Regions from separate parts of the Sus scrofa genome. Here region 2 is linked to region 1. Evidence: chromatin contacts called from public HiChIP or PLAC-seq data. All regions are on one chromosome and are shown on one strand. Each heading gives the region's core, a stretch centred on a gene start, on an enhancer-like site or on the middle of the called end of the contact. The rest is flanking DNA. Distances are from core to core; before and after follow the strand shown.

Evidence for each region. HiChIP or PLAC-seq counts read pairs in DNA pulled down with a chosen protein or histone mark.
Region 2: a contact with region 1 is called in an H3K27ac HiChIP or PLAC-seq map of skeletal muscle. The contact joins the promoter of MARCKSL1 here to the promoter of TXLNA in region 1. A contact is called at or near these places in 1 of 47 Hi-C or Micro-C datasets (skeletal muscle) and 2 of 2 datasets of contacts at active chromatin or transcription factors (alveolar macrophages and skeletal muscle).

What each region holds. Positions count from the first base shown.
Region 1 is chr6:88,658,342-88,662,125 of Sscrofa11.1, reverse strand. It overlaps TXLNA (alpha-taxilin), which reads right to left and starts at 2,075. Exons shown (of 11, transcript XM_003127774.6): 1 at 1,921-2,075; 2 at 1,175-1,384; 3 at 18-347. The coding sequence starts at 1,352.
Region 2 is chr6:88,785,919-88,789,702 of Sscrofa11.1, reverse strand. MARCKSL1 (MARCKS-related protein) reads left to right here and starts at 1,931. Exons shown (of 4, transcript XM_003356281.4): 1 at 1,931-2,221; 2 at 2,620-2,649; 3 at 3,017-3,164; 4 at 3,167-3,784. The coding sequence starts at 2,135. The coding sequence ends at 3,528.

The DNA.
Region 1 (3,784 bases), core at 826-3,325:
AGCTGCCCTCTGCTCACCTAGACCTTTGGCTTTCTTCTTTTCCTGGGGCCTTCGGTGGTCTCGGTCTACGACCTCGTCACTTGCCCGGATCTCGTCTGCGCCCGGCTCCCCCTTGGAGGGCTCCTTCTCACCATTGACTACTGGGGTCTCTGGCTCAGGCTCCCCATTCCTTGAGGCATAGGTCCGGGACTTCTCTGCATCTTCAGGTTCACCAGGCTCACCCTGTGCCCCATCTTCGCCTGGGCCCCCCTGATTGTTGTCTATACAGTATGTACTGAGGATGTCTTCCAATTGGCGGCTCAACTCCTCTGAGACATCACGGAGGGCCCCAGTTTTGGCTTGTGCTCCTGCAGCAGGAGGGATGAGGGGCAGAGTCAGAAATAAGACCATTATGCCACTGGCTGGGATTTTTTCAGGCCCAAACTTACTAGTTTGGGTTAAATGTTACCTAACTTCTTTAAACCTCAGTTTTATTACTGATAAAACTATTTCTCACCTCTGCCCAACCATGCTTGTTATAAGAGAAATCAAGTAAGGAGACCACCCAACACAGAGGTGGCATCATGTAGCAGGAACTCAAGGTCTAGTCCACCTGCAAATGTCACTTCTTGCTATTAAAAAAGTTCCAAGAGTTCCCGTTGTGGTGCAGCAGAAACGAATCTGACTAGTATTCATGAAGACTCAGGTTCGACCCTTGGCCTCACTTAGTAGGTGAGGGATCCTGTGTTGCTGTGACTGTGGTGCAGGCTGGCAGCTGTAGCTCCAATTCGACTTGAGCCTGGGCACCTCCATATGCCTAGGGTGGGGCCCTAAGAAACAGAAAAAAAAGAAAAAAAAAAAAAAGTTCCAGAAATGCCTCAAATAGGAATAGCAGTTACCCACTGCTGAAAGTGGTGTTTTTGATTTGCTGGTTGGGTGCCTCATTTGACTGCCAACCTGACTTAATCCTGTCAGAAGCTTCTCTCAGGAGAGTTCTGTCCCTGTGCTTAGGGTGGGAGGCTCTATCAACTCCCCAGCGCAGAGTGGGCACTCAAGGACTCAGTGGTGTCCTCCCCTCATTCTACATTTCCTCCCTTCTGGATAAACAGTGGCCTTGGCTTCTAACCCCAGAAGCTAGACTGACGCACCATAAACTCCTCCCCCTGCCCATTGGAAAAGCAGAGCTGGCACACACCCTCAGCCTTCCCTGGAGCCTGGCTGGTGGAACCTTCAGCTTCTGTCGTGGGAGCAGACTGGCTGGGCCGCCCCTGGCCTCCCTCTGGTCCTGCTTCCGGTTGCCCCGGGGTGTTTTTGGGGTTGGAAGTGTGGCCAGATTGCTTGGCAGCCCCATTCTTTTTGTCTTGGTTCTTCATTGTTGTTTGCAACGTTAGGTTATGAGCAGAACCTATAGAAACAAATACACTTGCTATTTTCCAGACTTTAAACAATTCTTCGCAGCCTGGATCTGATATCTCCACACCGGACCCGCAAAGCTTCTTAAACCGACCGGCCTTCCTCGGATGGGAGCCAGTGGGGCTCCCTATCTCTGGTCGGTCAGGGAAGTCTGGTGTGCCCAACAGCAGGGGAGAGGAGGCCTCCTTTTTCCCCGAAGCTACTTCCCCGGCACAACCCAGCCCTCTCACCACAGCCCGTGCGCCGGACAGGCTCAGGCCCAGGGACTGACGTGGCGGGACGCTGGATTCCCGGTTCCTCCCCGCCCCCCAGGCCCCACGTGTGCCCACCCCCCCGCGCGCGCGCGCAGCCACCCACGCCCCGCGCGCCCTCCAGCCGCGCGCTCCGCCCGCGCATGCGCACAGGCCTCGGCCCCTGCACTCCAGCCCGAGTCCTCGTGCGGAATCGGCGTAATTCCCTGAACCGTCCGAAGGCGTCGGGCCCCGGGCCCTCTGCTTGCCTTGTACCCCTAACCGACGCAATACGCACCCCACCGCCGACGTCCCGACGGCTTCTCCTGCTCTGGCCTCTCACCGGAAACCCTGGGTAACTGCTGCCGGCAGAGCCGCCTGCTCGCGCCGCGGCCAATCAATAGCCCGCGCTCTCGCGGGGCTTGCTGGGAAAGTTGAAGCGAAGGCGGCCTCTGAGGCGGGTGAGTTGGGAAGGCGGAGTGGGGGGGTGGAGGGACAGAAAGGACTACATGTCCCTCCATGCACCGGGCTGATCCCGACTCCCAAGCTGCAACAGGGCTTTCGTTCTTGGAGCCCAGACCCAGGAGGTCCGAAAGCAGCCAGTCATTCTGCACTGGTACTCACGTCAACCTCCTTTCCATCACGCAGAAGTTATGATTCAGCTCCCAGAGCCTTGCGCCTGGCTGCTTTTTCCCCGCACACCTCAACCCCGTCCTTCCCTCCTGCTGAGGATATCTGTGACTATCTAGGAACTCTGAGGACGAGGGATAAAATACGGTGCTGGACATCAGATCTGTATTCCTTCCAGTCCTAATTTCATCACTAATTTGTTATGTGACCGGGCATTCTTTTCATTCCCAGAGCCTCGATTTCCGTATTCCTATAGAAAATTTTAATAACAGTAGTTCTTTGAATGCTAGCTTTCCCAGTAACTACTCCAGATAAATACTGTAGTATTTGTTACTCTCAATTTACACCTGTTAGGTGATTGTCCAAGGTCACATAGCTATTGACTGATTAGAGCAGTTTCAAAGCCAGGAAGTCTGGCACCCATCTCAACTACTGGACTACCCTGCTTCTTACTCAGGAAGAAATAATCACCATGATGCGCTTTCCTTGAGGGTGAGTCAAGGTAACTTGGAAAAGTAAATACTTAATTTCCCATCCCCATTTCCACCTTGAGTCCCTCTTTGGAAGGTGCTGAGGCCCTGTAAGGGGAAGTTTGGTTTCAGCAGATTCCTGAGCCTTTTCTTTGGCCCACTCCTACCAAGTCCCAGTTGCACTGGTGCTAAAGGGGAAAAATAGCCAAGCTTTTCTCAAAATGTGAAATCACAATTCTTTTTCCATTTGTCTGTAGACAACAGAATAAAACACAGCAACCTATGTGCTTGGATTTTTTTTTTTTTTTTTTTTTTTTTTAAGGGCTGCACCTGCGGCATATGGAAGTTCCCAGGCTAGGGGTCTAATCAGAGCAGTGGCTGCCAGCCTGCACCACAGCCATAGCAACGCCAGACCCGAGCCACATCTGTGACCTACGCTGCAACTCATGGCAATGCCAGATTCTTAACCCACTGAGTGAGGCCAGGGATCGAACCTGTGTCCTCATGGATGCTAGTTGGATTCTTTACCTCTGAGCCACAACAGGAACTCCTGTGCTTGAAATTTAATGCCTAAATGGTTTTGCTTTTATTTCCTGTCAATCCTCCTCATCCCCTTGGCCTTTTAAAAAAAATTATTAAAGCGTAGTTGATTTACAATGTTTCGTCCCCCTCTGCCTTTTTTGTTCCAGCTATACTTTTACTGTTTCCAGGATTTCCCAGGTTTTTGCAGGTGCCATACCATTGTCGATGAAAAAAATGTTACCTGCCATATCAGTAAACAAAGGATGTTGCAGCCATCAAGCCATCACATTACAGCTGCCCAAAGGTGAGCCCTGGGGGAACTCAGGGTAGAAACAAATTGCCTGCCATCTAGCAGTCTGTGCTGCAGTCACCCTCCCGCCCAAGCCCATAGAGCACCCTGAGGAGACTCAGGATGAAAAAGCACCTGATAGTGGCCCCAGTTAGCTGAGTTGCATATCAAAGGAAATAAGCCCAGACTCTTGCATCTTCCCATACACAGAAAACTGCTAAATTCCTTAACTTGAAGTATCAGGTTTTCGT
Region 2 (3,784 bases), core at 682-3,181, 130 kb before region 1:
GTGGGGGGTGCAGAGGCTCCCCTGTGCACCAGACTCCCTTGAGGCTCTGGGGACTCAGGGTCCTTTAGCCCTGATGCTCTCCTCCCGGGACCGTCTCTGTGATTTGCCTGTCATCCCACGGGGCAGCTCCTGGAAATAGGGAGCCTTGGGACCTGCTCTTAACCTCTGACTCCAGCCCCTCCAGGACACACACCCTCCATCCAAGCCCTGCCAGCTGGTGCGGGCAGTGCCTGGCAGCATTGTGGGTTCCCTATTGTGGCTGAGACAGAGAGGCAGGTCACGATGTCCATCCCTTAGTGGCAGTGGGTGGAGAAGTCACTGTCCTGTCAGTGAGCTGCAGTGGGCCATGGTGCCCTTTCCTGTCCCCAAAGCTAACTCTTCTTGCCTCCCATTCTGACCAGGCAGCCCCAGGTCTCAACAGAGAATTCTTCCAAGGCTTTCCTTATAGTTCCCAGCCCCTTTTTGTAGGTCTCTCCAAACTCTGTTACCCGCAGCTACAGGTATCTGCTGTGTGCCCTTGGGCATGTCAGTTTCCCTTTCTGAACCTCTGTCCTAGTCTGTAAAATGGGGGGGGGGGGCACTAATGAAGCCAAGTGTAGCCTTGGAGTGGGGGCAGGGATGGAGGCTACAAGAGTGAGTGCTGAATGTAGAAGCCACCTCCTCTGTGGTCGGACCTGTGGGCGTTCCTGATTTCTTAGGCCCTGAGGTGTCTCCACACCTCATAACCTCAGCCCTCCCAGGAGGCCTTATTTGTAGGAAGGAGGGAGTGAAGGAGGGACGTGCTGAGCTCTGCCTTTGCAACTTTGCTTCCTTCAGCCCCCATCCCCTTCCTCTTGGGGACGGACACACACACATCCCAGCCAGCCAGGACTCTGGGGTTCCCCCTGGTCTGCTCTGGGGGAGTGGCAGGAGATTCCAGCTGGAGCGTCTCCAGCCACCTCTACCTGGCCCCTGACTCCTGGCTCTGTCACTCAGGCAGGGCCGAAGGCTGGCCTGGTAGCTTGGAGGCTGTCCTCAAGGGGCCATTCAAGGCCTCAGGAACTGGCATGATTTAAGGTTTGTTGAATCCCTTCCTGGGCTTCTTCTGCCAGCTTGGGGAGGGTCTCTGATGCAGGGGAGCCCATGACAAGGGAGAGTGTCAGAGTCAGACAGGTTATGTCCTCATCTGTGAGCCTCAGGCTCCTCAGCTTTCCAACCGGGATGGAGATGCCCCTCAAGGTCACAAGACCACCCCAGACAGGACTTTGACATAGATCCAGGCTGAGGGCAGGAAGGGCCAAGGGTGAGCTTGTCTGTGGGGGTTCGGTGTGACTGGCCACCAGAGGACTGAGAAAAGGAATGAGGGACAGCCCTCACCAGTCTGATCAGAGCGACCCTGCAGCGGGTCAGACTTTCCAGGCTGCCCGGGGCCGGCAGGCAGGAACCTGGGCGGGACCTCGTACTGGTCTCCCGGCCTGAGGGGGTGCAGGACCCAGCCCTGGCCCTGCGGCTTCCACGATCACATTCTCTGGAGCATAACTCGGGACCAGCCGGCTAACGAGTCTGGGCATGTGAGTCTTTCGCAGAGTTCTACGAGGACACTGACTGGGCTGCCAGTGCCCAACCAAGGCTATAGGGGCCACTCCAGAAGCTGGGGTGTCCACCCTGAGAGGTGGGCGGTGAGAGGAGAGGATGACTGCCTTCTCCTCTTTCCTCTAGGAGCCCTTCTCCGCGCGGCTCGCGGAGGCGCCCCCCCTCTCCTTCCCACCCTGGACCCCACCTGCCCCGGCAGCCGTGTGGGCTGGGGGGGCCCAGACCGCCAGCGTCTCCCACTGCGCAAGTGGGGCCAGCGACCTGAGCCCGCCTCCGCCCCTCGATTGGGCGCTCATTTAAATGTCCGGCCCCGCCCCGAGCTCCGGGCGCGTATATATGGGCGGCTCGGCGGGCGGCGGGCGGCATTCTGGCGCGGAGCAGAGAGGCGGCGGGCGCAGCCAGCGGGTCGGGCACGGAGCGGGGGTGCAGTCGGTTTCCCCCCGACACCCCTCCCCCTCAGGCGTGAGCCCCACCCCTCCGCCGGCCAGGCCCACCCGACCGAACTATCCCCTGCGGCGCGAGCCCGGGGTGGCTCCGGGCGCCCCCCAGCAGAACCCCCACCATGGGCAGCCAGAGCTCCAAGGCTCCCCGGGGCGACGTGACCACCGAGGAGGCAGCAGGCGCTTCCCCCGCTAAGGTTAACGGACAGGTGGGTGCGTTCGGCCCGGCCCGACCCGGCCCCCTCCTCTCACACCTCGCCCCCTCTAGGGCCCCGGGCCGGGGCCGCGCGCTTTGTCCGGCCCGGGACACGCGGCGCCCCCTCCCCCGCCCGGTCCCTTTGTTCTCGGCGCCGCAGCCCCCGCGGGCGAAGCGAGGGGAGGGGCGGGGAGGGGGCGCCGGCCGGGCCCCGCCGCCTTCTTTGTTCGCGGCCCCGGCCCCCGGCGCTGCCCCCGGCCGCCCCGAGGGCCGCACGGGGAACAAAGGCGCTGCTGGGCCGCGCCAAGGGGGCACCCGGGGACCGCGGGGCGGGCGCCAGGAGGGGAGGGCACTCCCCCCGCAGACCCGACCTCAATAGCCCACGGCCTTTTTTTTTTTTTTTTTTTTTAGGGAGGAGCCGCGGCGTGGGGAGAGCCTGAGGTGGGTGGGGGCCGTTTACACAAAGCAAGAGGCAGGGAAAACAGGCGGTCCAGGTGCGGCGAACAGCGCCCCGGGGCGGCTTCCCGCCCAGTGTCGGCCGCTCGGCTCCCTCGCCCGCCCGGGATCCGCGGCCGCGGGCGGCTCTAGCGCCGAATAGAGAGCGCGCCCCGGGGGAGGGGGCGCCCGGGACCCCAGCGCCTCCTGCCGGCCGCGCCGGTGCGGGGCAGGAGGGGGAGGCTTGACGGGATGCCGGCTCCGGGGGTGCGGCGCAGTGAGTCGGGACCCCGTTGTCTGCGAGAGGTCAGGGGCGGGCTGGGGGAGGGGAGTCAGAGCCCCGGCCCTCACTGCTGTCTCCTCTGCCTTGCAGGAGAACGGCCACGTGAAAAGCAATGGAGACTTATCCCCCAAAGGTGAAGGGGAGTCGCCCCCCGTGAACGAAACAGAGGAGGCAGCCGGGGCCACTGGCGATGCCATCGAGCCAGCACCCCCTGGCCAGGGGGCTGAGGCCAAGGGGGAGGCCCCCCCAAGGAGACCCCCAAGAAGAAGAAGAAATTCTCTTTCAAGAAGCCTTTCAAATTGAGTGGCCTGTCCTTCAAGAGAAATCGGAAGGAGGGTGGGGGCGATTCGTCTGCCTCCTCGCCCACAGAGGAAGAGCAAGAGCAGGGGGAGATCGGTGCCTGCAGCGAGGAAGGCACTGCCCAGGAAGGGAAGGCTGTTGCCACCCCTGAGAGCCAGGAGCCCCAGGCCAAAGGGGCAGAGGCTGGTGCTGCCTCCAAGGGCGGAGACACAGAAGAAGAGGCAGGGCCCCAGGCCACAGAGCCATCCACTCCCTTGGGGCCGGAGAGTGGCCCTACACCAGCCAGCGAGCAGAATGAGTAGCTGGGTGGGGGCAGGTGGGTGACCTCTAAGCTGCAAAAACTGTGCTGTCCTTGTGAGGTCACTGCCTGGACCTGGTGCCCTGGCTGCCTTCCTGTGCCCAGAAAGGAAGGGGCTGTTGCCCCCTAGCCACGTTCCCTCTCCTCTCCCTCCTGTGGATTCTCCCATCATCCATCTGGTCTTCCTCCTAAGGCCAGCTGAAGGTGGTCCCTTGCAGTCTCCCCAGTTAGGTTAGTGATGTGAAATGCTCCTGCCCCTG